Regions from separate parts of the Mus musculus genome. Here regions 2, 3 and 4 are each linked to region 1. The links are chromatin contacts, called in public promoter capture Hi-C maps. All regions are on one chromosome and are shown on one strand. The core of a region is the stretch at or near the end of the contact, and the rest is flanking DNA. Distances in the headings are between cores, read along the strand shown. Region 1 holds the start of 1810063I02Rik (RIKEN cDNA 1810063I02 gene). Region 2 holds the start of Grap (GRB2-related adaptor protein). Region 3 holds the start of Slc47a2 (solute carrier family 47, member 2). Region 4 holds the start of Tnfrsf13b (tumor necrosis factor receptor superfamily, member 13b).

Region 1 (4,644 bases), core at 749-3,248:
AATGTCCTCTGCTCAGCACTAAAGAGATACGGATTAAAGAACTGGATTTAGAGATAAGAACCAACTATCTGCTCTCTCCAAGAAACACACTTAGCCAGCAATGACACCCAGACACTTGATATCAAACGGAAAAAAACATCCCAAGCAAATGGACAATGTAAACTGAAACTCATTAGAAGAGATAAAAGGGGCACTAGATTAGGGTTTTTATTCCCCCCCCCCCATGTTTCTTTAGCAGAACAATGGCACTAGGTTTTCCCTTAGGTCCCATGGGATAGGACAGAGGATTTGGAAATAAAATAGCCAGGCTGGGCCACTCAAATTGGCAAAGGAGGCAAAAACATGTTTTGGAAAAAGAGCTAGTCTAGCCAATAAACAGTGCTGGCAGAGCTGGCTCCACCTGCGGGAGGATTAAATTAGATTTATATCCTTCACTTTGTACAAAACCCAGTTCAAAATGGATAAAAACCCTTAAGGTAAAATCTAAAAGTCCTGAAACTTTAGAAGAAAACACAGGCTATGAATACCCCTCAGGAGACTGGGGAAGGCAAGACTGTTTTAAACAGAATACCAGCAGCACAGGAACTAACTCCACCATCAACTGATAGGAACAGGAGAATGACAGTTCTCTGCACAGGACACAGTCAGCAGTTAACAGACAGCCCAGAGAAGGGGAGAAAATCGGTACCCAGTACACTTCAGAGAGGGGATAATGTCCAGAACTTAGAAAGAACTGTGGAGATTAAACGCCAAGGGAATAAAACTGCCAACCAGCAAATGGACAAATGAACTGAATAGACAGATTTTTAAAAAGACACACAGACAGATGGCCAATTTACTATTTTTAAAATTATCCAATACCCCCACCATTAGGGAATGCCAATCAAAACTACTTTGAGGTACCACCTAACCCCAGTCCAAATGGCGTTTGTCAATAAATCTGACCACAAACGTTGGAGAGGATGTGGAGAAACAGGAACTCTTAATTCACCATTGAAGAGAATTCACTGTTGTTGAGGATGCAAACTGATACAGCCCCGTGGAAACCGCTGCAGAGAGGTCTCAAAAAATAAAAATAAAACCAGAACTAGCACGTGACCCAACTAGTCCACTCCTGGGTATACACCCACCAAACCACACCCACCCTATAGATATGTGCACCACTGTGTTAATTACTGTTTAATTCACTATGGCAAAAAATTGGAATCAACAGAGGAGCCAATAATGAAACATATATGTGTGTGTGTGTGTGTGTGTGTGTGTGTATATACATATGTAATGGAATATAATATATCATGTATTATATATAATGGATTATTGCTCAGCTCTAAAGAAAAGTGAAATAAAAATTTGCAAGAAAACAGATGGCCTTAAAATGTATAATATCCAGTGAGGTCACACAGCCTCAGAAAGAAAAAGCCCCATGTCCTCTTCATATGGTGAATCTAGCAAATATTATACACACACATGCAAACAAGCGTGCCTGCCGGTACAGTATGATATGGAGAAGAGAGAACGAGAAAGGCTGAACACCACGGGAAAGGAGGGCTGAATGCAAGGAAAGAATGCGACCTAAGAGAGAGAATATAAATCTGTTTTTCTAGTTCTAACTCCGTCATAAGATTTATTCTTTTGGTTTTGGTAGTGGATAAACAAACACCTAAAGTATATTTGATAGTGAAAGATAAAGTTCACTGAGAAGTCCCACAGCGTCCCTAGGTAGGATTATAATTGCTGAGATGAAACACCGGGACCAAGCTGGGGAGGACAGGGTTTGTCTGGCTTACACATCTTGAATTACAGCCCACTGAGAGAAACCAAGGCAGGAACTCCAGCAGCGCAGGAAGCTGGAGGCAGAGGCTGAGGCAGAGACCATGGAGAGGTGCTGCTCACTGGCTTTCCCCTACCCAGGATCACCTGACGGGGTGGCCCCACCCACAACGGGCTGGACCCTCCCACTTTAATCACCAATTAAGAAGCTGCCCCACAGATCTTACGGAGGCATTTTCTCAGCTGAGGTTCCCTCCTTTCCGGCGATCCTAGCTTGTGTCCAGTTGACATAAACCAGCCGGCACAGCTTCCATCCTGAGTACCTATTCAGCCAGCTGTGAGTTGTCTAAACTCAGGGTCTGGTTAATTTGGGTATGTGGCTGATTTATTTTAAGTTATTTTAACAATAAAGTTTAAAAACCTTTAAAAGTTGTTGTTGTTTTTTTTCTTTCAGACCATGGTTACCACAGTGCCTGACAGGGAGGAGGTCAGAGCCAGAGATGTGGGATGCTGACTCCGAGACCGAGATTTGAACTGACAGAAGCTGATGGGACAGGAGAGCTGGTTGGTCCCCTTGAAACATTTCTAGGATTAAAAAAATAAAAGGCTCGTAACCATGAACCTCAGCTCTGACGAAAGCTTGGAATCTCTGGGGATTGGAAACAAAGGCCATGTTCCCAGTTCTCCCCAGGCCTCTCTCTGGGGCGCTGGGGAGTCTTAAGCTCAGCACGTGGAGCCCACCTGACCTCTGTCACAGGTCTACACCAAGGCCAGGGAGCAAAGCACACCGGCCCTGAGCTTGGCGTGAGGAGCGGGGACCCGGTCCTCAGTAAAACACCTGACAGTAACAGGAGCCCAAGCCCTTTCTCCGTCCAAGCCATGATTGGGGACGGTGTTCTGGACCCTGTCTGTGTCTCTTGGGCCTCAACTCTCTGACTCTAGATCTTCCGTGAGCCACTCCACATGCCCTTTTAAAAATGTCAAACTCAGGGCCAGTGTGATGCTGCTGTGGGTAAAGACACCTGCTACCACGCATGGTTATTTGCTTGATCCCTGTCACTTTCATGGTAGAAGGAGAGAACCAATTCTCATGGGCTGTCCTCTGATCTACACACACACACACAACACACACACACACACAAACACATACTAAATAAATGAATAAAAAATTTTAAACTCAGATTTAAATTTAATTATCTTATATACATTCATAGCACTGCCTGTTAGCAAATATACCCATGGAATCAGAACTCAGACTTGAAGCCAGAAGGCAGCACCCAATGGCTCTGGGGCTCTCTGCCCTGCAGGTGCAATCTCTAACTGGATTTTACCTGTTTTTGAGCTTTATCTGTAAGTGGTGTCTTAGTCAGGGTTTCTATTCCTGCACAAACATCATGACCAAGAAGCAAGTTGAGAAGAAAGGGTTTATTCAGCTTATACTTACACATTGCTGTTCAGCACCAAAGGAAGTCAGGACTGGAACTCAAGCAGGTCAGGAAGCAGGAGCTGATGCAGAGGCCATGGAGGGATGTTACTTACTGGCTTGCTCAGCTTGCTTTTTTATAGAACCCAGGACCACCAGCCCAGGGATGGCACCACCCACAATGGGCTGGGCCCTCACACTACCTCATCACTAATTGAGGAAATGCCTTATAGCTGGGCCTTACAGAGGCATTTCCTCAAGGGAGGCTCCTTTCTTTGTGATAACTCCAGCTTGTGACAAGTTGATACACAAAACCAGCCAGTGCAAGTGGGTTACCAGTTAACATGTCCATGAGGAAGCTAGCTAGGGCTGGGGGAAGCAAGCTAAGAGCAGCTCTCCAACCTGCATGAACAGGGCTGAAGTCAGGGTCCACAGGTTAGCCGGGTGCAGCCATGTAAGGGCCTACCCTGTTGGTAGATGAAGGAGGCTTCCTTTCTGGGAACGGGTCTGCTCCCAGGCCAAACAGGGTGGTATTCTGGAAGTCCCTGAACTGGCCGGGGGAGGAAAGGATCTGTGATGGTAAATTCTGGTCAAATGGACTGAACAGGAAAAATCTTAGAAAATTCACAGAGCTCTACTGTGTCGGATCTGAAATGTCCCTAAAAGCCCATGTGCTGAAAGTTCAGTTCCAAGCCTGAGGCACTACGGGAAGATGGTGGAACCTTTAAGAGTGTGGCCTAGTGGGTGGAAATGAGGTCACTGGGAATATGCCTTTGCTCCTCCCCTTTCTGTTCCCCGATAGTGCTTAGGGAGGAGTGGCACCTTTGCTACACTCTCCTCCCTTGGTGTGAGCCAGTCTAATATCTCCATCTTTAATTAATTAATTTATTTATTTTTCCATTTTTTATTAGGTATTTAGCTCATTTACATTTCCAATGCTATACCAAAAGTCCCCCATACCCACCCACCCCCACTCCCCTACCCACCCACTCCCCCTTTTTGGCCCTGGCGTTCCCCTGTACTGGGGCATATAAAGTTTGCGTGTCCAATGGGTCTCTCTTTCCAGTGATGGCCGACTAGGCCATCTTTTGATACATATGCAGCTAGAGTCAAGAGCTCCGGGGTACTGGTTAGTTCATAATGTTGTTCCACCTATAGGGTTGCAGATCCCTTTAGCTCCTTGGGTACTTTCTCTAGCTCCTCCATTAGGAGCCCTGTGATCCATCCATTAGCTGACTGTGAGCATCCACTTCTGTGTTTGCTAGGCCCCGGCATAGTCTCACAAGAGACAGCTACATCTGGGTCCTTTCGATAAAATCTTGCTAGTGTATGCTAATTTATTTATTTAGTGTATATTTATATGTGTATGTATGTATGCATACATGTATGTTTGTATGCATGTATATTCATGTTTGCTCATGCCGTGGCTCCTGCATGGAGGTCAGAGGTCA
Region 2 (4,644 bases), core at 1,388-3,887, 1.7 Mb after region 1:
CAGCCATGCCCATTGCTGCTTTAACACAATGGCTGGGAAACAGAAATCAGTCTAGATGTCCATCAAAATGATGCCCAGGTCATGACCATGTGGTACATACGTACGTACGTACCTGGTGGAAGTCTGCTCATCTTCAAAGAAAACTGAAAATTTCAGGGAAACAGAAGGTGCTAGAAAGTATGACATTAAATGAGGTGTCCCAAGCTTGGAAAGAAAAGGCTTCATGTTTTTTCTCATATGTGGATTGTAGTTTGTAAAATATACATGTACCAAATGAGGGGAAATGTAGGCAAAGCCTAAAACACTAGAAAGGAAACCGAGAGAGAGTAAAAAGAGGTTCTGAGGAAGAGAGGGGGTGGATGAGTGCAAAGGTCACAATGACATGAATCAGGAAGGAGGGGTTGGAGGAGAGGGAGGGGTGGAAATAAAGGGGAGGAGAATTATTTATAATGCACTTCATTCAGCAATGTCACTCCGATATACCTAGCTGTTCATATTCTGATTTATAAAAATTAATTACATTTTAGACAGGAATGTTCTTTTAAAATATAAAAGCATGGCTAGGTAAAACGGAACATAGCTTTAATTCCAACACTCTGGAGGAGGCAGAAGCAGGTGGATGGATCTCTGTGAGACCAGCCTGGTCTATACAGTGAGTTCTAAGACAGTCAGGGACACAGAGAAATGCCTTTAAAAATCTCTCTCTCTCTCTCTCTCTCTCTCACACACACACACACACACACATACACACACACACGCGTGCGTGTATATATGCATGTACATATACACATATAGTTCTCTCTCTTGAGATTTGTTTGTGTTTATGAATGTTTTTTTAAAAGTCATTTTTTAAAAATTTTTTTGTTTTTGTTTTTTTCAAGACAGGGTTTCTCTGTATAGCTCTGGCTGTCCTGGAACTCACTCTGTAGACCAGGCTGGCCTCAAACTCAGAAATCCGCCTGTCTCTGCCTCCCAAGTGCTGGGATTAAAGGCGTGCGCCACCACCGCCTAGCCATTTATGAATGTTTTGACGGCATGTGCACATACATGTGTTTTTGGTGCTCACAGGAGCCAAAAGAGAGTGACAGAGCTTCTAGAGCTGGAGTTTACAGATGTCTGCGAGCCACTATGTAGGGGCTGGGAATCAAAGCCTCTGGAAGAGTAGCCTGTGCTCTTACCCACTGAGCCCCATCCTCTAGAAAACCACCGTCTTGAAAAAAAAAAAAAAATCTGCCAGGCAGTGGTGGCGCACACCTTTAATCCCAGCACTTGGGAGGCAGAGGCAGGAGGATTTTTGAGTTCGAGGCCAGCCTGGTCTACAAAGTGAGTTCCAGGACAGCCAGAGCTACACAGAGAAAACCCTGTCTCGAAAAACTAACTAACTAACTAAATAAATAATAAAAAATAATTTAGAAATAAAACTAAAAATAAGTAAATAAATGAAATAAAATAAAATAAAAATCTGGCTTCATCTGGATCCATCTGGTACCCATCCCACAGCCTGGGTTCTTTAGCTGTCCCTGTGTGTTTGGAGAATACTGGCTCTCTGTGGTTCCATGTGGTTGCAAATGTATAGCTGTGTTTCTCCGTGTTGTGCTTTACCCCCTAGTACTCACCAGACTGCTGTCTGCATCAGTGTCACAGCCTTCCCTTAACAATCGCAGAGCTGTAATGCCTTCAGACCACAAGCTACAGAAAGCTCAGGTGGTACTCGATGTTTAAAGCACAACAGGGGCCTTATTAGTGAGGTTTTCATAGGTGAATAGGAGCTTCCTGGGCAAGTAGGAAAAGGTGGTGTGCCCACCACAATGGCTCTCCAGCCTGGAGTTTGCTTGTAGTGGAATACCCAAAAGGGTACATGAGGGAGCTGTGTGGAGCAGGTGAGAGGAGACGGTTGGAAGTGTCTTGAACGTAGGCTGGAATTTGGGTTTGAGGTGGTGGGTGCTTAGGAATCTCGCTACAGGTATCAGCAGTTGTCCTGCTTAGTTGTTTTGTTTGTTTGTTTTTTTGTTTGTTTGGTTTTTTGTTGTTGTTGTTGTTTTCAACTTGACACAAGCCAGAGGCAGCTTGAGTTGAGAATTGGCTTGTGGACAAGTCTGTGGGGACGTTTTCCTGACTAATGACTGGTGTGGATGAGTCTGGTTCTCTGTGGGAAGTTCCACCCCTGGGCAGATGCTCTGGGTGTATAAGAAAGTTGGCTGAGCAAGCCATGGGAAGCAAGCCAGTAAGCAGTGTCCCTCCGTGGTCTCTGCTTCAGTTCCTGCCTCCAGGTTCTTGCCTTGGCTTTCCTGATAGACTATAATCTAAGCCAAATAAACCTTTTCCTCCCAAGTCACTTTTGGTTTTGGTGTTTTTCACAGCAATAGAAACTCCATTTAAAACAGATAAGAAATGTGAAGGCTGAGAGACAGAGGCCAAGCACGAGACAGCTCTGCATCGTCCTAATGGGGACTCCCCCACAGCCAAAGTGGGTTTATGAGCACACCCTCTCTGAGCTATGACAAGGGTGACATGTCTTTGCTTCCTGTTTCTCCCCCATCAAGGGCAGTTTCCGGCTGCAGCTTCAAAAGAACAAATACTCAAAACAAAGGAAGTGGTCCTCTCCTGCAGGAAGCAGGAAGCTGTAGCTGCTGGGTCCTCGGCTGAAGCCCAGGGACAGTGGGATGGAGTCCGTGGCCCTGTACAGCTTCCAGGCTACCGAGAGTGACGAGCTGGCCTTCAACAAGGGGGACACGCTTAAGGTACAGAAGGCTGGAGCTGGGCTGAGTGGGCCAACAGGGTTGGTAGGGTTAGAACCAGCACCTCAGAGAGTCCTGGGAGTCTGGGCTGTGAGGGACAGGCTCAGGTTAGCTGCCTCTACCCTCTTCAGTTTCCTCATTTAGGAAAGTGGAATAGTATTTATTACTGATCCTTCCTTTGGGGTCATTTGAGAGTCTGAGGCCACAGAGTCTGGTGGGAGTTGCCTAAATCCCACTGTTTTCTAGGGTTTTGTTTGTTTGTTTTTAAAGAAAAGTTTAATAGACAAATTTTGAGATCAGTAACACAGAGAGAAACAGAGAGACACAGAGGTAGAAATCGTGTGTGTGTGTAAGAGTGTGTGTATGTGTGTGTGTGTGTGTGTGAGAGAGAGAGAGAGAGAGAGAGAGAGACAGAGAGAGACAGAGAGACAGAGAGAGAGTCTAAAATAAGCAGACATTCTAACTTAATTGGGCTAAAATAGCTGAGATTAAGCTGTATTGATGGGAAAGGAGAAATAGAACGCTATACTTCATTTGTTCTCACCTGAGCCACTTTCACTCACAGTGGTTGTCTTCCAAGTCATTAGACACACGAGTGTGTGAAATCTCTACCGGGGATGCCCTTACTTAGAAGTTTGCATATGACAGGAGAGCTGAGGGGGCACAGGAGAGTGGCCATGCTGAACCATGGACACTGGAATGCTAGTGGCCCATCCTGTGCCCTCCACTGCCCCTATTGTGACCCCCTGGAGCAACAGACACAGGGCTAGATGGCTACCACCCTGAGCCCTGGCTCGAAGATTCAAGCACGGAGACAGACTCTTTAGAGCTATCCTGTACATGGGTCCCAGGCTCAGTGTGGATCTCCTGGCTGTGGAAGACCATGGCTTGGCTGCAGTGAGCGAGGCTCAGCAAGGTGTCTGTACGTGTGTAGTGTAGTGTAGTGTAGTGTAGTGTAGTGTAGTGTAGTGTAGTGTAGTGTAGTGTAGTGTAGTGTAGTGTGAGCCAATCTCCATTGCTTTAATTCTTGAGCCTTTCTTTGTTCGGTCCCCTGGGTGTCTAAAGCTCTAAGCTGGGGTCCTAAAGCAACCACATACCTTTGTGCACCCCCTTCTTCAAGCTAAGGTGCTGGTGTATCTACCTAAGTTGTTGGCTCTGGGTCCTATGCACACTCAACCAGTTTGGCCTCAGAAAGACCTGGGGTGGGAGACTGTCCAGATCCAAGTTCAGTTCAGAGGCCTCAGCTACTCTGGAAACCAGCATGGGCCATATCTTTCACACACACTTGAGGCTGGAGGGTAGCTGGCCTATTAAAAAGTAGGAATGCTGTGTAGAAGATTCTGGCCTGGGCTCAGAGGGACCAGTACAGTCCCTGGGGCACCTACTGTGCAGAGTGATAGCCTCCTCCTTCACAGCCTTCCAACAAGCCGGGCATCACTTTGCTAAGAGTCTACTGAGAAAGAGGAGGGGGTATGCATCATAAGTCATGAGAATTTGGGGGACCTGAAGGCACAAGGCGGGAGCAGTGTGCACAGTCGGCTTTCAGTGAGGGAGCGGAAGGAAAGCACAAGAGGCTATGGGTAGTTGGCAGGCCTTGGGGTGCAGCTTCCCCCTTCACTCATTTGACAAGCACCAGGCTTAGCCAAGCTTCATGCAAGGGCATGGGGAGTGAGGCTGGAGGCTAAGGGTTGGGAGGGCTGCCTGTAGGTGAAGAAATTGGAGCAAGAGAGTGAAGAATTGTCCTCAAAAGAGGTGTGGAAATCTGGAGACTGAAAGAGCTGCCTGTGCAAAGAGCCTTGGGAAAGACAGAGCACCCAACCCAGAGCCTGGGGGAGAGGGAGCACTCAGCCCAGAGCCTGGGGGAGAGGGAGCACCCAGCCCAGAGCCTGGGGGAGAGGGAGCACCC
Region 3 (4,644 bases), core at 870-3,369, 1.4 Mb after region 1:
CAAAACAAAACAAAACATGTCTCAGACAAACATACAAACAAAAAGTTATTTTTCTAAACAGAGTTTCTCTGTGTAGCTTTGACTGTCCTGGAACTTGCTCTGTAGACCAGGCTGGCCTTGAACTCAGAGACCTGCCTGCCTGCCTCCCTCCAAGGGTTGGAACTAAAGGTGTATACCACCCCTGCCCTACTTTGACACATGAGAGTGTCTTTGTTCTGTTATTTGTTTGTTTGTTTGTTTGGTTGGTTGTTGTTATTGTTGTAACTAACTGCCTTTGGTTGGCTTAGAATACCAGTCATCCTCTATAGCCCAGGTTTGTTCAAGCTTCTACCAGACTGAGCACAGTCAGAGCTCTCTCTCTCTCTCTCTCTCTCTCTCTCTCTCTCTCTCTCTCACCAGGAACAGCATTACAACAAAAGATGAGACAAAAATGACTAGGCCCGTAATTCCAATGGAGGCAAGAATATTGAAACTTCAAGGCCAGCCTGGACTACTGAGCATGACCCTGTTTCAAAAACAAAATGTATAAAACTTAACATATCTAACCACTGGGCCACTACCTTCCCAACAATTAGTTACAAGGTAACATTCACTAAAAGCAACATATCTCCTTGACTCATTTATGAAGGGCTGACAGTGGCTCTCACTGTCCTGCCCTTATCTGCAGAAAGCCCTGTCTGTAGAACACACTGGTGCTCCCACGGACCACCGCCAAGCCTCCTGTCTCACTGTGGGTCGCATTTATTCCTGTTGTTTTTACATCGAAACTCTAGAGACATAACAGGAAAAGGAAAGGAAATTGCCAGACAACAACAACAGAGAAAGAGGAGAGAGAGAGAGAGAGAGAGAGAGAGAGAGAGAGAGAGAGAGAGAGAGAAAACTATAATTCTGACAGTACAGTTATAGATCCATACATAAACTGAGACACACACACACAGAGAGAGAGAGAGAGAGAAAACTAAAACTATAATTCTGACAGTACAGTTATAGATCCATACATAAACTGAGACACACACACACACAGAGAGAGAGAGAGAGAGAGAGAGAGAGAGAGAGAGAGAGAGAGAGAGAGAGCGAGCGCCAGGTCTCTCTCCTCCATTATACTGAAAGAGAAACTGCGGACCTCCACTATTGCACAGGGCATTCCAACATCCTAGCGGGCAGAAGGGACACTTTCGGAAATAGGGGAGGACCCAGTCGCCATCACCTCCCTTGGAGGAAGAGTTTCTCTCCTGTCTGAAAGTGAGGATCAAATGCAAGCGAGCTGCTTTCCACTACCTTGCTAGCAGATGGAGAGAGGCTTCTAAGGACGCGGGATTGCAAGCCATGAGGAAGAAAGACACTTTACATGCAATCTTAATGAACCGTGTAACTAATAGCTTTGGTGGTTTGGTTTCAGAAGTGGGGACACAAAGTTCATTTAGGGTAGCTGTGCACCATGTGGTCTGCTTGGGACACTCCTTTCATGTCCCCCCAGGACGCAGTGCCTGGGGGTTGGGAGGGGGTGAAGCGGGGATTTACTCTGAACTCGCTCTCTTCCCAAATCTGAAGATCATAGTAGCACGGTGGGTCAGACCCAGACCCTGCAGTTCTAATTCGGATTCTTGGCACTGAGGCCATTTCCAGCGCTATACAAATAAAAACACATTAAAGCTTTCCGGCTTTACCACATCATCAGCTGAAACAGTTAGCACCTACGGAAACAGCGAGTGTCACGGCGTCCAACTCGACTTTGCCCAGGTGTCCGCAGAAGATGGAACTGACGATGCTGATGAGAAAGATCATCAGCTGCGCCAGGAACTGCAAGGAGCAGAGAGGCGGTCACTCTCGGGCCGCCTGAGGTCGCCCCGCGCCCGCAGCTCGGGGTCCAACTCACCACCGGGCCCGCGAGCGCCACTAGCGCGGCCGCCTCCCGTCTCACGTCGGGGGACAGCGCTCCTCGAAGGCCCAGCAGGATCCTCAGACTGCGCCCCCGTGGGACGCGGACCAGCTCCGGGGGCTGGATGGTGGCTCCCAGGCTGTCCTCGGCCGGCTCCATGGCACAGGCTCAGATAGTGGCGCGATCCACACGTGGAGCCGTGAGTCGAGTAGCCACTGCGAAGTGCAGGGAGCCGGGCGGGAACCGCCCCACGCGCCACCCCGCCCCGGGCGCCGCGTCCAAATCCAACCGTCGCCGAGCGCAGCGCGCGGCACAAGCCTCGGCCTGGGTGCTTATAGACACAACAAGAATTAAGCTGAGGGATGGTTTAGGTGGTCCCATCCAAACGCCACTGTGTAGCTGCTGGTGTAGCTCAATGAGGAATGCCTGCCTGTAGCAGACTCCAACCCCAGCCCCAACCACCAAAAGAAAAAATAAATTGAGCCGTTTTACACTCATAGTGACTGACGTTTCTAATTGTGTTCATTTTCTGTACTTTGGAAGTTTGCTGAATTATCCGTGTGTACTTAATCAACCCTTCAGAGGCTGGAAGAATTGGGCTTCGACTTTGTTCAAGCTTTGTCCAATGGCCACCACCAGGGGGATTGTCACTCTGGGTCTTCATCGCTTTACAGCTCCAGAGACCTCCCGTTGCCTGCACCCCTCTCCCAGGGGAATCTGAGCTTCCTCTGATGATTTATAAACGCTGTTTGCTCACGGAATAATAATCTACAGCCCAGAGACATATCATAAAATGTATTTAATAGAAGTCACACAGCAAGAATATAGAAGCAGTTCAGATATAGTTTTGTAGCATAGAAAACAATAGGCAGAAGAAATAGGAATTCCAGCCCGGAATGAAGACAGTAGACAGCAGTGCATGTTTGACAGTGGCAGATGAATTAATACTCCCCCATAGTCTCCCCCACATTGCACTATATGGTGTTTACCTTATTTATTAGAGAAACAAAATTTTTGAATTCTCAGTTCATAATTCCCATGGGCACAGTTGAATTCTGTTAACTATAATGACTGGCTCTGAATTGTCTCTATGTTCAAAACTGCACGTGGGCCCAGACTTAAACAGTGATTCACTTTCCAGGGGCTCAACTTTAACATTGATGCAAAAGTGACACGCATTCAGAAGAGACTGTTTTTGAACGGGGAGCTTTTCCTGGGTTCACAATGTGTGACACTATCCTTTGGAAACATGGGGACAGTGGCAGTGAGCTAGAGTCTCCAGGTGACTCCCTGCAATCCCAGGGGTGCAAAATCAACATTCCGGTTGGTACAATGTTTCGAATACTGGTATTTGGTAGGTAAGTATATTGCAGGCATTGTCCACTCCAGAGCATCTCCTCTGCCTCTGTCTCATCTATGTCTCTTTGTCTTTCTGTTTATATCTCTTGGGGGGGTGTCTCCCTCTCTCTGTCTCTCTCAAACACACACCCAAAGAGAGACACATACAGAGAGAGAGAGAGAGAGAGAGAGAGAGAACTTATGTTAGAGGGCCCAGAACATGCTGAACATATTGCTGTCTGCAGTATCCCCAGCCCTGATGTTTCAATGTGGGGTGGATTTGTTCAGCATTAACTTCACAGACTGAGGAGCACCCAAGTTGCTGGATTGATGGCATTCCCACATTATTCAATTCTGATATAGACTCTCACTAAAATCCCACCCACCAAGACTAAGACTACCCCTAGGAGCAGGAGTCCTCTCCGTAAGGCCAACTGTTTCCCAGACAGTTTATTGCTGTCCTTTGGACGGATAGGCAAAGCTTGTTGCTGGTTCATCGGCTGGTCCAACTGAGTCTCGTCTTTTTTTTCAAGATCCGTCATCATAATTTCTCCATGGCTCTCAGGACACACTGTGGGGAAAAGGGGTCTTAGTGAGTAGCTTGAAAGGATTCTTACTTTCATATGTACAGATGGTGGTGGTTATTATTTGTGATTGTTGCTAGGAGAAAGTTAATTCAAGAAAAAAGTTGTTATAAGAAAGAGAGAAAGAAAAGAAAGAAGAAGAAGAAAGAAAGAAAGAAAGAGGAAGACAGACAGACAGACAGACAGAAAGAAGGAAAGAAAGAAAGAAAGAAAGAAAGAAAGAAAGAAAGAAAGAAAGGAAGGAAGGAAGAAAGGAAGAAAGGAAGAAAGACATACAGATAAGAAGATAGGAAGGAAGGAAGCAAGCAAGCAAGCATCTTAGGGCGATGCTGCAGGGGAAGGTCTGCTTTCCCTTTAAATGACCATTAATGTTCCTTCAAGTCGTTTTTATTTGTTTCAGATAAGGCACTGTAGAGAAAAACATAACAAATCCATCAAAATTGCCAAGTCACACCGACCCACTCCTCCACCTGACTTGCAATGAGCTCTGCCCTCTGAAATCTCTTTACACTGACATGGTCTGTCCAGAAGTTCCCGTCCACCATTAGGTTCATACAAGACAAGACTTGTACATGCTCAGAAGTGTCCTCTGCTTGACCTAAGTCTATCCCATAGGACCTTGCTAGGTCTCTCCCATACAAATAGGCAGAAGTGACTCCAATATTATCTTTTTACTTTCATTGCTCCAGGAGATACTCACAGGGGACAAAGAGAGGCACATTTGTGTTTCGTTTTGTAGTAAGAAATAGGGGTATTTTACAGTTTACAAGAGCACATTTGTATCTCATTCTATGGAAGGAACCCACGAGCACACGCTATAAACGGCTTACAAGTTTGCACTGC
Region 4 (4,644 bases), core at 746-3,245, 1.2 Mb after region 1:
TAGGAGCTGGTTCCTTTACGTTAGCCTCTTGAGCACCGGAATTAAGGGTGTATGCCATTTGTTTTCCAGTGCCGAGGATGAAGCCAGGGCCTCGTCCATGCTTGACCACTGAGCTGCACTGCGGTTATGGAGGGGTTCTGAGCTACACAGCATAGTACTATAAATCATAGACACTCTGCCATACAACAGAAACACAGAACTACCTGGCTGAAGCTGGGACCTTCTGACCAACTTGTCCCCGACCTTCCACAGCCTCCATTGACTGATCTTCTTCCCAGTTGTAAGATCTCTGTCCCACAGAGACATGTGGCTTTTGTCTTTCTATGACTGGCTCCTTTTCCAATTTAAGCCATTGATTTCATTTTTTAAATTTTTTAAAAAGATTTATTTGTTTTATTTATATGAGTACACTGTTGCTGTCTTCAGACACACCAAAAGAGGGCATCGGATACTATTGCAGATGGTTGTGAGCCACCGTGTGGTCGCTGGGAATTGAACTCAGAACCTCTGGAAGAGCAATCAATGGTCTTAACCGCTGAGTCATTTCTCCAGCCCCAATTTTTAAAATTTTATGTGTATGGTGTCTTGCCTGAATACGTGTCTGTGCATCACACTTATGTCTGGGGGTCCCTGGAGACTGGAAGAGGGTATTGGATCCCCTGGAACCCAAGTTACAGATGTTTGTGAGCTATCCTGTGGGTGCTGGGAGCTGTACCCAGGTTCTCTGTAGGGCAGCGTCAGTGCACGTACCTGCTGGGCCTTCGCTCTAGGCCATGACTTCTTTTTCTTTTGTTTGTTTGTTTGTTTGTTTGTTTGTTTGAGGCAATGTTTTTTTCTGTAGCCCAGGCTGTCCTGGAACTAGCTCTGTAGACCAGGCTAGCAGAGAACTCAGGAGGCTGCCGGCCTCTGTCTCTCAAATGCTGGGATTAACGGCGTGTGCCACCACATCCAGCCAGACTTCCATTTTTATACATAAAGTTCTCCAGTTCCATCCGTGTTCATACAAATGGCAGGATTTCCTTCTCTTTTGAGAATGAAGAGAATCCCATTGTCCACACACATCCACTGAAGACATGCAGATTGCCTCTGTATCTGGGCTACTGTGAACAGTACTACAGTGAACTTGGGAGTGCAGTTGTTAGACTTTCTTATCCCTGCAGGATTCTGAAGACCAGGGAGTCTAAGCAATGAAGTTGATGCTGTAGCATTGATTCTTCATGTCATATATTGGACATGGAGTTCTCAGTCACTGTGTGCTGAGAACTTGCTATAAGAAGGGGCCTGTGGTGGCCAGGCGTTGAGGAGCACACCTGAAATCCCAGCCCTCTGGAGTCTGAGACAGGAGGCTCTTGAGACAGACAACATAGTGACACCTGTGTCAAAGGAACTAAAAGCCAGACAAAGAACAAGTGACTGTGTGAACTCATGTCATTCTCACAATGACTCAAGGGCCCACTTTTCAAATGAGGGCATGGAGGTACGAGACAATTTATATACAAGTCCTTACCAAGGTATCAGACCCTGAAGCAAAACCCAGATCTACAGGGACTGCACGTAACACCTAACGTCCTGGGAGCAATCACAGATGGCTTCGTGGGAGAGGTGACATCTCAACTGATCATTGAAAAAGAGACAGCAAGAACTGACCAGGCAGCAGCACAGGATGTAATGGTCCAAGAGGAGGGAAGGCTATGTGGGGAGGACAAGAGCTGTTTGGACATCCTAGCCTGGAGAGTGGGCAGTGGGCAGTGGACAGGAACCAGGCGCAGGAGCCGGGCCAGAGAAGATCTAGAAGTGTCAAAGCCCTGTCATTAATACAACCAGGCTAAGCCCTCACTGCTAAGCCAAAAGCGACAGGTCGCTTACCTGTCCTCCCTGGACTAAAGCGCAGGCGCAGGTCAGCAGGGTGGCTTATTTACATCCCCAGGTCGAAGGGGAAAACCCAGGAAGTGTGGCCTAGGCCTAACAAAATCTCAGGCTAATAATAAACGCCCTGAGTAATGAGTGGTGTAGGCCAGGGCAGGCAGGAGGCTGGAGCTGTTGGCGCAGGAGCGTGGTGAGTAGCCAGCCGTGGTGGGTGAGGGCCAAGAGGGTGCTCCGGGGGCTGGAGATCTAGCAGTGCCACCACGGCACAAGCTAAGGCTACTCAGCTTTGGGACAGCTTCAGTCCTGCACACGGAAGAGGCCTCCGGGGGTCAGGTCTTGCCTGCCAGTGGGGTCAGCCAAACAGGCAGGAACCTTCTTTTTTCTATCCACGTGCTCCAGATTTGTTTCCTTGTGCCCCTGGATTAGTTTGAAGTGAATCTGGTAAATTTTGGATGCCTCGAGATGCAGCATTTAGATCTCTGCCCGCACTTAACTGCTGTGAATTTCTAAGAACTCTTAATATCGTGACGCGCCTACGAGCACAGGTGTTGAGCGCGAAGTGCTGATGATGTGTGTCCTCGGTGGGCAGATTCAAATCAGACCTTCATGGCCCTCAGGAGAAAAGTGGGTTCTGTATTTCAGACTCTACCTATCCCCATCTGCCTTCTTATTTTTCTTGCTGATTTTTGCTGATGAATCAGAGCTGTTTATCCTATAGTGTTAAAGAGTTTCCTTAAAGAGTTTCCTCCAAGCTGGGCGGTGGTGGCGAACGCCTTTAATCCCAGCATTCGGGAGGCAGAGACAGGCGGATTTCTGTATTTCTGAGTTCGAGGCCAGCCTGGTCTACAAAGTAAGTTCCAGGATAGCCAGGGCTACACAGAGAAACCCTGTCTCGAAAAACCAAAAAAAAAAAAAAAAAGTTTCCTCCAAGGCAAAGTCATCAGGACCCACCACTCACAGCAGCTCTCGACCCATCCCCCTACCCAAGCTAGACTCAGGCAGGCCTTTGCTAGGATTTCCATCTCTGTCCAGCAACCATGTCCACCAAGGATGCGAATGAGTTTCACAGAGAATCGCAAGAGGTGATGGTCAGGAGCCATCTTGACCCAAAAGGAAATGTCAGAGGACCTGGGACCAGCAGTTAGGAATCAGGGAAGAATGTTCTGGAACCCACATTAGCTTTCCAGTGCTTCAGTGAGAGCCCAGACAGGTGGAGAGTTCAAGTCACTGCTGTTCTTAGTTTGCACACTGGCCCTTGGCCTCGGATAAGTCTCTTCTCTTCACCTACAAAATGGGCCTCAAACCGCAAATCTGCAGTCAACCCTTCAGACCCTCTTGAAAAGTGACATTCAAAGGTTCTGGGAAGTTAGAAAAAAATCCTCTACCTTATTTCAGTATTTTAAATAATTTAACATTTAAAATAATTATTTTAATATTTATTACATTTGTATTATCATGAAATAGGTATATATTCTTTCCATTCATAGTTTCTCTATAATAATAAAAACTAAAGCAGTTACACTTGAAATTAAAACTAGAAAACCACTGGCTAGGTTAGTGGCACACACCTTTAACCCTAGCACTTGGGAGGCAGAGGTAAGCAGATCTCTGTGAGTTTGAGGCCAGCCTGGTCTACAGAGAGCTTCAGAACAGTCAGGGCTACATAGTGAGATCCTGCCTCAAAAAAACATAGTAATAGTAGTAGTAGTAATAGAAAGCCATTAAAATGAAAGTAACCACTTTAATGTATTTCACATAACAATTTTGTTTTACTCAAATAGAAAACTGGTGTGTGTGTGTATGTATGTATATATATATATATATATATATATATATATATATATATATATGTATATATATATACATATACATATATATGCACAAGTAAACTATTCGGATTAATATTGGATTAATAGCAAAATGCTGTAATTTGAGCCTTGTGTTCTTTTTTTTTTTTTTTTTTTTTTTTGGTTTTTCGAGACAGGGTTTCCTTGTATAGCCCTGGCTATCCTGGAACTCACTTTGTTGACCAGGCTGGCCTCGAACTCAGAAATCTGCCTGTCTCTGCCTCCTGAGTGCTGGGATTAAAGGCGTGCTCCACCACGCCCAGCTGGGCCTTGCGTTCTTAAAACTGTCTTGTTTTGTTCTATTGCAGCGTAGGATTGCTCGCTCACAACAGGCACCTGACTGGTATTGAAAGCCGAGTCTTCCCTTCCTCTTTAAAGGTATTCACAATAATAGTCAAACATGTCCTGTGTCCAAGTTTTTGGCTTTGTTTTTTGTTTGTTTTGTTTTTTTAAGAAGATAGGGTTTCTCTGTATAGCCCTGGCTGTTCTGGAACTCTCTGTAGATGAGACTGACCTTGAACTCAGAGTTCCTCCTGCCTCTGCCTCCCAAGGGCTGGGATGAAAGGCGTGCGCCACCCCCTATCCCAAACTGCATCCAGTTTTTAAAAGGCGCAAGAATTCCAAGTTGCCTTCCTCGACGCCTGGACTAAGGGGTGAGAAGACCCATCAGTTTGGGGCTTGGAAGAGGAGCGGCGTGATGCGCCCCTGCCTTGCATGTGGTACGGAGTGTAACCTTATAGTCCTGGTCAGGAGCCTGTAGCACCACGGTGCAGATATGCCGGGTCTTTCTGTGTGGTGCAAGCTGCTGCCTTGACTTTTTAAAAGAAGGTTTCAGACTAATCTGCCTCATCAGTTTTCCGTGGAGCAGCGCCTTGCCATCTAGACAAGCATGTCAGGAGGCCTCCAGAAATTGGAGGTGCTGCCGACTCTT

The links. Promoter capture Hi-C pulls out the DNA fragments that hold promoters and counts their contacts.
Region 2: a promoter capture Hi-C map of liver shows a contact between it and region 1, with 5 times the contacts expected there. The contact joins the promoter of Grap here to the promoter of 1810063I02Rik in region 1. A contact is called at or near these places in 2 of 39 promoter capture datasets (both in liver).
Region 3: a contact with region 1 is called in a promoter capture Hi-C map of liver, with 2.6 times the contacts expected there. The contact joins the promoter of Slc47a2 here to the promoter of 1810063I02Rik in region 1. A contact is called at or near these places in 4 of 39 promoter capture datasets (the 3T3-L1 cell line, liver and pre-B cells).
Region 4: a promoter capture Hi-C map of liver shows a contact between it and region 1, with 3 times the contacts expected there. The contact joins the promoter of Tnfrsf13b here to the promoter of 1810063I02Rik in region 1. A contact is called at or near these places in 2 of 39 promoter capture datasets (both in liver).

Annotation. Positions count from the first base shown.
Region 1 is chr11:59,919,501-59,924,144 of GRCm38.p6, forward strand. 1810063I02Rik (RIKEN cDNA 1810063I02 gene) reads left to right here and starts at 1,999. Exons shown (of 2, transcript NR_130986.1): 1 at 1,999-2,107; 2 at 2,225-2,389.
Region 2 is chr11:61,650,684-61,655,327 of GRCm38.p6, forward strand. Grap (GRB2-related adaptor protein) reads left to right here and starts at 2,638. Exons shown (of 5, transcript NM_027817.3): 1 at 2,638-2,741. The coding sequence starts at 2,664.
Region 3 is chr11:61,340,741-61,345,384 of GRCm38.p6, forward strand. Slc47a2 (solute carrier family 47, member 2) reads right to left here and starts at 2,120. Exons shown (of 17, transcript NM_001033542.2): 1 at 1,877-2,120; 2 at 1,699-1,800. The coding sequence starts at 2,038. It overlaps Slc47a1 (solute carrier family 47, member 1), which reads right to left. Exons shown (of 17, transcript NM_026183.5): 17 at 2,660-3,788. The coding sequence ends at 3,562.
Region 4 is chr11:61,124,760-61,129,403 of GRCm38.p6, forward strand. It overlaps Tnfrsf13b (tumor necrosis factor receptor superfamily, member 13b), which reads left to right and starts at 1,996. Exons shown (of 5, transcript NM_021349.3): 1 at 1,996-2,056.